Linked DNA regions of Zea mays: region 2 is linked to region 1. Evidence: chromatin contacts called from public Hi-C data. All regions are on one chromosome and are shown on one strand. Each heading gives the region's core, a stretch centred on a gene start, on an enhancer-like site or on the middle of the called end of the contact. The rest is flanking DNA. Distances are from core to core; before and after follow the strand shown.

What was found. Hi-C and Micro-C count contacts between places; a contact is called where the count stands out from the background.
Region 2: a Hi-C map of leaf shows a contact between it and region 1, with 6 times the contacts expected there. The contact joins the enhancer-like site here to the promoter of LOC100278056 in region 1. A contact is called at or near these places in 3 of 25 Hi-C or Micro-C datasets (ear, leaf and tassel).

What each region holds. Positions count from the first base shown.
Region 1 is chr3:13,924,223-13,928,288 of Zm-B73-REFERENCE-NAM-5.0, reverse strand. It overlaps LOC100278056, which reads left to right and starts at 2,194. Exons shown (of 1, transcript NM_001373984.1): 1 at 2,194-3,062. The coding sequence starts at 2,253. The coding sequence ends at 2,792. It overlaps LOC103649717 (glutathione S-transferase T3-like), which reads left to right and starts at 3,764. Exons shown (of 4, transcript XM_020550101.3): 1 at 3,764-4,066.
Region 2 is chr3:14,007,536-14,011,253 of Zm-B73-REFERENCE-NAM-5.0, reverse strand. No RefSeq gene overlaps it. Among protein-coding and RNA genes, the nearest start is that of LOC103651766, 23 kb to the left of the region's middle. Within about 2 kb of position 1,788, at least 19 of the 20 cell types and tissues checked have an H3K27ac peak or open chromatin away from gene starts, as enhancers often do. A contact at or near this core is called in ear, leaf and tassel, where this site is marked.

The sequences.
Region 1 (4,066 bases), core at 945-3,444:
GCTAAACTCTACCTGTCGAGTCAGGTTGCTTGCGGCTTAGCTTGGGACCCCCATTACTACTGAAAGAGGTTCGTATTGTTGGGGACCAGGTCTAGAGGAAAGGTGCTTGTCCTCTAGGGTGGTCTAGATATGTGTAACTGCTTAGTCTAGTCTTGTACCCTAAGCCTACACACTTCACCACTCTAGTACAGGTGCCCTAGTATATGGAACTGGGTACCTGAAAGCTCAAACCTCATTCTAGCTTAAGTGTTGGCTTCCTAAGCTCTATTCATCAAGCCTGGTTGCATGCCTCAAAGGATAGAGTGCAACAAACTGTGGGTCCCATGGGTTTAGGGTTTAGGGTCGCAGACGACAAGACGACGAGCACCAGCGTGTTGCTGACCGATGCTTCCACACCCCTGCGGTCCTTTGACGCTTCACGGTGGGCCCCGTGACAAGGGACTCGTCGTCGCGGCGCAACCTACGCCGCCTTTACTCCCCCAAAGTCGTTGTGGGGAGCTGCTACCCTCGGGCTTTTTCCTTGCTCAAGGGATTGGGTGCCGCAGCGCTAGGCTAGGACCCCTTCTGATACACTTGGGATCTAGATCCCACGGTTGGGATTACCTCCTATCTGTTGAATGTTACACACATGACCGGGCATACCACTAGGTGTGGGACCACATGTCAGTAAGCCATAGACATATGTGCGACGACAGGTGATCTGATGAAAAGCGTGACATCAGGCATTGCACCATTGTGCGACTGTCGCAATTAGATTGCTTGTGACTAAATTGCACTCGTGGTCCCACCTGCAGATTTTTAGCCTTTTTTAAGGTGAGTCAGAGGGGCACTATTTGTACCCTGTAACTGGGGTACCCTCTCCTACTGTGTCAAGACTAGATACCCGCGTGGTTACATGTAACCACACACTAAGGAATTGAGCGTGCCAGGCCCAGGTGCCCCGACCCGTATGACAGGATCATTGGCCTCGAAACCCACTCCTCGCTCGGGACAGGTCTAGCGCATGACCCGCACATTAAGTCGCGTGATACCGAGCCAGGCGGTTGTGTCTCGGCGTCGCGCACGTGGGCGACACCATCATGTGCGACCGTTGGCTCGGTCAGAGCGTCTTCTACAGTACTAGCTAGAAGTGACAACTCGCGTCTTTCAGCATTAACTCCACCGCACATCAGCACGACTGGCCCCTACATACGTCACAATACCAGGCTCCACTCGGCGGCAGCCTTAAGCCGACAAACAGGGCGAAGGCACGCCAGGTCGGAAGATCTGCAAGGTGAGTGCGGGAGGAGATCTCTGCCCGCCGTAGCATTTACTACTCCATGTTGTATATATTTAATAGTAGATCACAGGGACCCGCCTATCGCATGTCGGGGCTTAGCACTCACGTACGTGCCTCCTTGGACTATAAAAGTGAGAGCACATGCGATACAAGGGACAACTTGATCCTCACTTAGATTCTTCTTCACCCACACTCAAGCTCTCAGCAATACAACTATCAAGTGGACGTGGATTATTACGCTCCGTCGACCCAAACCACTAAATACTCGTGCGTTCTTTGCTCTTGCATCTCCATAGGCTAACCCTAGGTAGCCTCTCGTTCTTAAGATTAGGCGAGTGCCGCCACCCGGCTCTCCGACGGGTTTGTTTTTAAGTCGTTTTTAGAACCAGAAACTTTCTCCATACATATTGAAGATAAGACCACTCCCTCTATATTTGTGAGATGATCATGTTCGATTGAGGTATCCAACATCCATTGAGACAAAAAAAAACAATCAACTACCTCTCTACTAACTCCTCTATTGTTGTTCATCGCTTGATCCGATGATTAAGAATGTCGCTCTAGGTTTGTCATCCGATCTAGATCAACTCGGTGACGTCCTTGTTTCCATGGGATCCCCCATGTACGAGAGTTTGAACGGTTACTTTTTGCTAGTTTGTTCGGAAACTAGTCATTCTTCGTTACGTAAATATATTAATTATCCTCTCTAGTTTACTTTTAAATCTATCTAGCTAAGTGTGATATCTTCGATGTATGCTTTGCATCCATGGTAACAAGACGTCTAGTCGTGGCGATCCAATTCGATGATACCTCAAAGTGCATTTCCCGGCTGTGTGTTTGTCCTCATTTCCTCAATTCAGAGCTCGACAACTATATATACGTGCTGGCCGCGTCGTCACGGTGAGGAGGGACTAGGGAGACAGGGGGAGGGAACAAGCCGGGCGCAGTCACGGCATCAAACACGAGCCGCGGCATGGGCAACAGCCTGCGGTGCTGCCTGGCGTGCGTGCTGCCGTGCGGCGCGCTGGACCTGGTGCGGATCGTGCACCTCAGCGGCCGCGTCGACGAGTACGGCCGCGCCGTGTCGGCCGGGGAGGTGCTGGCGGCGCACCCCAACCACGTGCTCAGCAGGCCCTGCTCGTCGCCGCAGGGGGTCGTGCGCAGGATCCTCATCGTGTCGCCGGACTCGGAGCTCGAGCGCGGGGAGATCTACTTCCTCATCCCGGCCGCGTCCGTGCCGGACGCCAAGAAGGGCGGCGGCGGGGCTAGCACGCCAGGCCGCCACGTGCGCAGCAAGTCCGAAGGCAGCGTCGTCGCCGCCGCCGTGACCGACCGGCAGCTGGGGCTCGGCGCCGAGTCGCCGGAGGAGGCGGCGGCCGCGCCCGCGGCCAAGAAGAAGAATCAGCAGCAGCACAAGAGGGCCGCCGCGCAGCAGCACCGGCGGCGCATGAGCACCGGCAGCCACGCCGCGCCCTGGCAGCCGCACCTCGCCTGCATCGCGGAGGACCTCTGAGTGCCTTGCCGCTACCGGTTCGGCGAGCACCCGTGTGATTCTGCCGCCATCGATGGATCAAGTCCGTTTTCTTTCTCATCAACTAGTGTCTGCGTCGTAAATACTCCCGGTTTCCTCCTCCACGACCCATTTTCCCTTCCGTTTGCAAGTGTAAATTCGGCCGTCGCGTATGAACTTCCTCTGTCGATTTTTGAGCGTCTTTTGCAACTTCGCATCAGTTCAAACCAAAACCTGTATATAAAAGCTTTACGATTCTACAGATTTTATGAACGCGTCGTTTTCCGTCCACGACCTTTTCCCGGCAGAACGTAAAGAAAAGAGGATCCACCACCGATCTCGATCATCGCACCGCACTGCGGGTGCAGGGAATAACCAATAATGTTTAGACCGTGCGCCCCGCCCTTTGAGATTCCGCGCAATGATTTTGGACGCTGATTAGTGAAGGCACGCATCATTAGCGCAGGCACAGACGGGTTGCTGCTTTCTTAATGAATCTTATACATAGAATAGTTTACGATCTTGGCCACATTCGACAGCAATCGAGCTGTTTTTTTTCCACCAAAAATATTGAATTTTAAACACGCTGCTGCTACCGGGTTGTTGTTGACTTGCTGTTGGACAAAGACCAGATGCTAGAGCCCGTAGGATGGCTGGTTGGCATGAGCTCGGCCTGTAGACTTCATTGAGCTGGGCTGTCTCTAGCACCGTAGCTAACATGAGATGGGCCTGTAGTACTTGGAGTCTCGCTTCAGGTGGACTCGGCCCACTTCATTGGGCCTCTACTGTACGAAGCACAGTGACTGCTTCCTCTGCCAACGACGGTTTTCTTTGGCCTTCGACTTGTTTCTCTTTCGTCCGCTTGCACGACCCGCACGTTCCGCGCTCGGCGCTTCCCCATCTCTTCCCCACGCACCAACTCGTCCGGCCGCGCTAGCCCCGGCCGCCACGGCGCCGCGGGAGCACGAGCACCGCGTGCCCGGCTGCTCGCCCTCCTGTCCCACGTGCCAGCGATCTGGTCCTGCAAACTGCAGCCTCCACGTGCTCGCCCTCCTCCTCCCAGACCGTTCCCGCCCACGAATAATCTGGACGCTGCGCCGCCTCCGCATGCTCGACCTCTCTAGCAATTGCCTACAGGGCGGGATCCCCGCGGTGCTCGCCTGCGTCGCCCTCCGGGACCTTGCCTACAACAACGCCGTCGACGTCGTGATGTGCTGTGCATGTGCTGGCCGTGAACATCGACGTGCGCGCGGCCACGTCGCGGTCGGCGCGGTCGT
Region 2 (3,718 bases), core at 539-3,038, 83 kb before region 1:
CCATCTTATTCCTATAATTAAACATGAGATTACTATCAAATAAATAATCAAATTCAAATTAAAACTTCAAATTAAAACAGAAAACTTCAAATTAAAACAGAAACAGAAGGGCTCACCGGCTGCTCGTTGCTCTGCTCTGCTCTACTCGCCTGCTCGCTGCTCTGCTCTGCTCTGCTCGCCTGCTCACCGCTCTGCTTTGCTCTGCCTGCTTGCCTGCTCGCCTGCTCGCCTGCTCGCCAGCGGTCGGGCCTGGCGGCCTGGGCGGTGCCGCGGTGGCCAGAACCCAGAAGACTCGCGCAGACGCGCAGTCGCGCGGTCGCGCCTGGCGGCCTGGGCGCCGGTGGAAGACGCGCCTGGCGCTGGCAGCCTGAGCGGTGGCGGCGGCGCAGTCGCGCGCGCAGACGCGCACCGCGCGGCGTGCGGCGGTCGGCAAGTCGGCAACTGCGGGTCTGCGGCTCTGGCGTCTGGATGTGCTCGGCGTCAGTGCGGCGGCTGGACACTGGACTAGGGTAGCGCCGTAGCCCGTAGCGACTAGCGAAGCTGGGCTGCGGCTGAATACCTGCTCCTCGCGTTATTGGGCCGCGACCGGGGATGCAGCCCAGGCAGCCCCGATCGTAAATCCGCCCCTGGTAACACCCAGAGAGGCACTGGAGTTCTATGGACTGGTATCGAATAGCAGCGTGATCCATTGCGGACAGGTTCAACCAAACACAAACAACATCAGATATCTCCGTAAATAAATTATAGACTAAATCGTGTGAACCAAACATAGGGATGGCAATGGGTCAGGTTCGGATCAGGTGGAGCAAAAACACACCCGTGATTGCACCAATAAAAACTATCAAAACCCGCTCACGATTACACCCGCGGGTGCAATTCCAAACCCGCACTCGCACCCGTCGGGTTTCGGGTTATCTGCAGGGTTTACTAAGTGTATGAGTTTAAACAATAATTTAGCAAATAAGCAATTAAGTAGCCGTAATAGTTGAGTTATATGTACAAATTTAAGCCTTTTCACATTGAGTAGCAACAAAACATTTCATGAATCATTAGCTAAGTTAGTTATTCAAAATAGTTACTATTGTATCTTAATTAGTTTTGCGCAAAATAAAGAATACACCAAATTTCGGGTCGAGTGTGGGTTACCCGTGGGTTGAAATAGAAAGTCGCACCCACACTCACACTCATGAAACTTCGGGTCAGGTGCAAAGTGAACCAGCGGGTCCAAATATTCACTCGTACGTGTACCTATCGGGTTTCGGATATGTGGTTAAAACTGCCATCCCTAACCAAACAGCACCATGTGAGCTAACAAAAAGTTTTTGGGGCCACGTCCCGCGCTGCAGCCCGGGGCCTAGGTGTGGGCGGCTTGCTGGTGATGGTGACGAGGCCGAGGCGGCTCAGCGAGGCGCCTGTGACGGTGGCGCGGGCGGCGACCGCCCAGCGCGGTGAGGAAGGTGCACCAGTTGCAGATGGCGGCGTTGGCGGTGCATGTGCAGCACAGGAGGCACTAGGCATGACAGCCGAGGTCGTTGTCGTCCATGTCGCCGGTCCCCGTCCCTCTCGCTCCTCCCGGGCGGGAGAACAGATGTTAGCCCACCATGTATGTGGCCGTGGCCCAGCCCAGCAGGGAATGGACCGGAAGCCGAGTCGTCGAGGTCGACGCGCGTCATCGCGTCGTGACGGCGGTTCGTGGCGAGGAACTTGGGAACGTGTTGGGTGTACCGGCCCACCCGACGGATGGACAAGACGACAACGCCCGCGCGTGGACGCCGGCGGGCCACGTGTCGTGACGGGGGCGCGGTGGATGGGATCGGGTGAGGGAGGGAGGGACACTTGTTTCTGAATTCTGAGCACCACTGCTTGCACGGAAAGCCCCCCACGTGCGGGTGCGGCCACCACATGCAGCACACGTATGGTAAGGTAAGGACAAGGTACATGTACTGCTACTGGCTACTACTGTAGCAAAGTTCATCCACTTGGCACGTCAGCACGTCACCGTACCACCTGCCCCGCGCGTACGTACCTCGGACTCGGAACACACAGACGGACGCTGTCAGTTTGTGTTATCGTAATCGTGTATGCTTACCGCGCTAGCCAGTAACGATTCGACTGCTGGATCTGGCGGAGGACGTTCGTACGGAGGGTTAACATTTGTAGGCCTAGCGGATCGGATCTGAGACAACACGATCATCCATCCTCGCCAGGAGAAAAAAAGAAAGGCACATCCGGCCCGAGCGAAATAATTAGTTTGTCTGGTAACGCAATCTAGCAGAGCCACGGTGGCGAGCATCGTCGTGTTGACCGGAGAGCAAGCAAGGTATAGGAGGCTAGTAGCAACCTAATGCACAATAATTTCGGTCCCATCCAGCTTGCACTGCCCTAGGCTAGACGTGCGTACAGACTAATTGTATAGACTAAACAGCGGCAGCTCCTTCGATTCGGAGCTAGCTAGCTACTCAATGATCCAACACAATGAGTATAGAGAGCTGTGTAGACTATAGTCGCCTGGCAACAACTCGAATCGGAGGCCAGCACTGCACAGCACACAGCGCTGGTACCTAGCTTAGACACAATACTCACCCAATTATTAAGTATTTTTATTATATAATGATCACCCACCGCTCACGAAAAAGACGTTGCACGGCCGGGTTCGTTCGTTCGTTCTGGAGCAACGTGTACTATACCAAACATCAATCACACAGGCACAGGTACTGTGCACGCATATACAACCCCGCCCGCGAAACGATATTTTACCTATAAAAAATGCCTGAATAATTCAGAGCCCAGTCTCTGGCACGGCACGGCATGGCATCATCCGTCCGGCCGTCCAGTGGCGCGCTCACACCCGTCCTCGTCTCGTCGCATCGCTCGCACGCAGGGCTACGGCCGGGGCTACCCGAATACTCTGCTGAAATGCTGATGCAATCCAACGCGCACGTACTACCAATCAATCAGAGGAAGGACGAAGGATACAGTACAGCCAAGCTCCAGCAGGGCGGCATGGCTCGCTGTGCGCATGAGTGTGTGTGCCTGCCGTGTGCGCGCGAATCATTGGCGCACCCGCTGCCTCCAAAAACAAGCGATAATGAAAACAAAACAAAAAAAAATTGGTTATCGGAACATGGGGCCACTGATTGAGCTATTGCGAGTAGTACTGTACATTGCTTGTTCCATCAGTTGATTAGCCATTCCTCGCAGGGGGGGAAGAGAAGAATACACGCCGCACGAGACGTGATTAATCCACCCCCTGCCTGGGCGGTCAGTTTAGTTGGTATGCGGTTGTTCAGGCTTCAGAGTCTGAGTCTGGATAATGAAATGGGTGCTGAGTTTCCTTCCTTCACATCTATCCTCGTATCTCCTTACCAGAACAACAGTTAGGAGGGTCATTAGTTGAGTCGTAGTTTTTCAAGGAAACAAAATTGTGGGTTTTATACAAGCGGTCGTGACCTCTGCGACTTTTGAACATGCTTAAGGGTGTTTGGTTTGGCTTTTACGAGGTATGTCACGAGATCAAGAGTTGAAGGCTATTGCATAAGAGACATAAATTTGTACATGATTGTGCTCTCAATATGAGATAATACTCTACGTACTTTGTGATGGATCTGTTGTTTCTTCCTATGATGTTGAGGATTTTCCCCACCCCTCCTTTTATATCCTACATGACATGTGCTATAAGTGTTCAACTTTATGTTTACAACCTTATCCCTTACTCAGT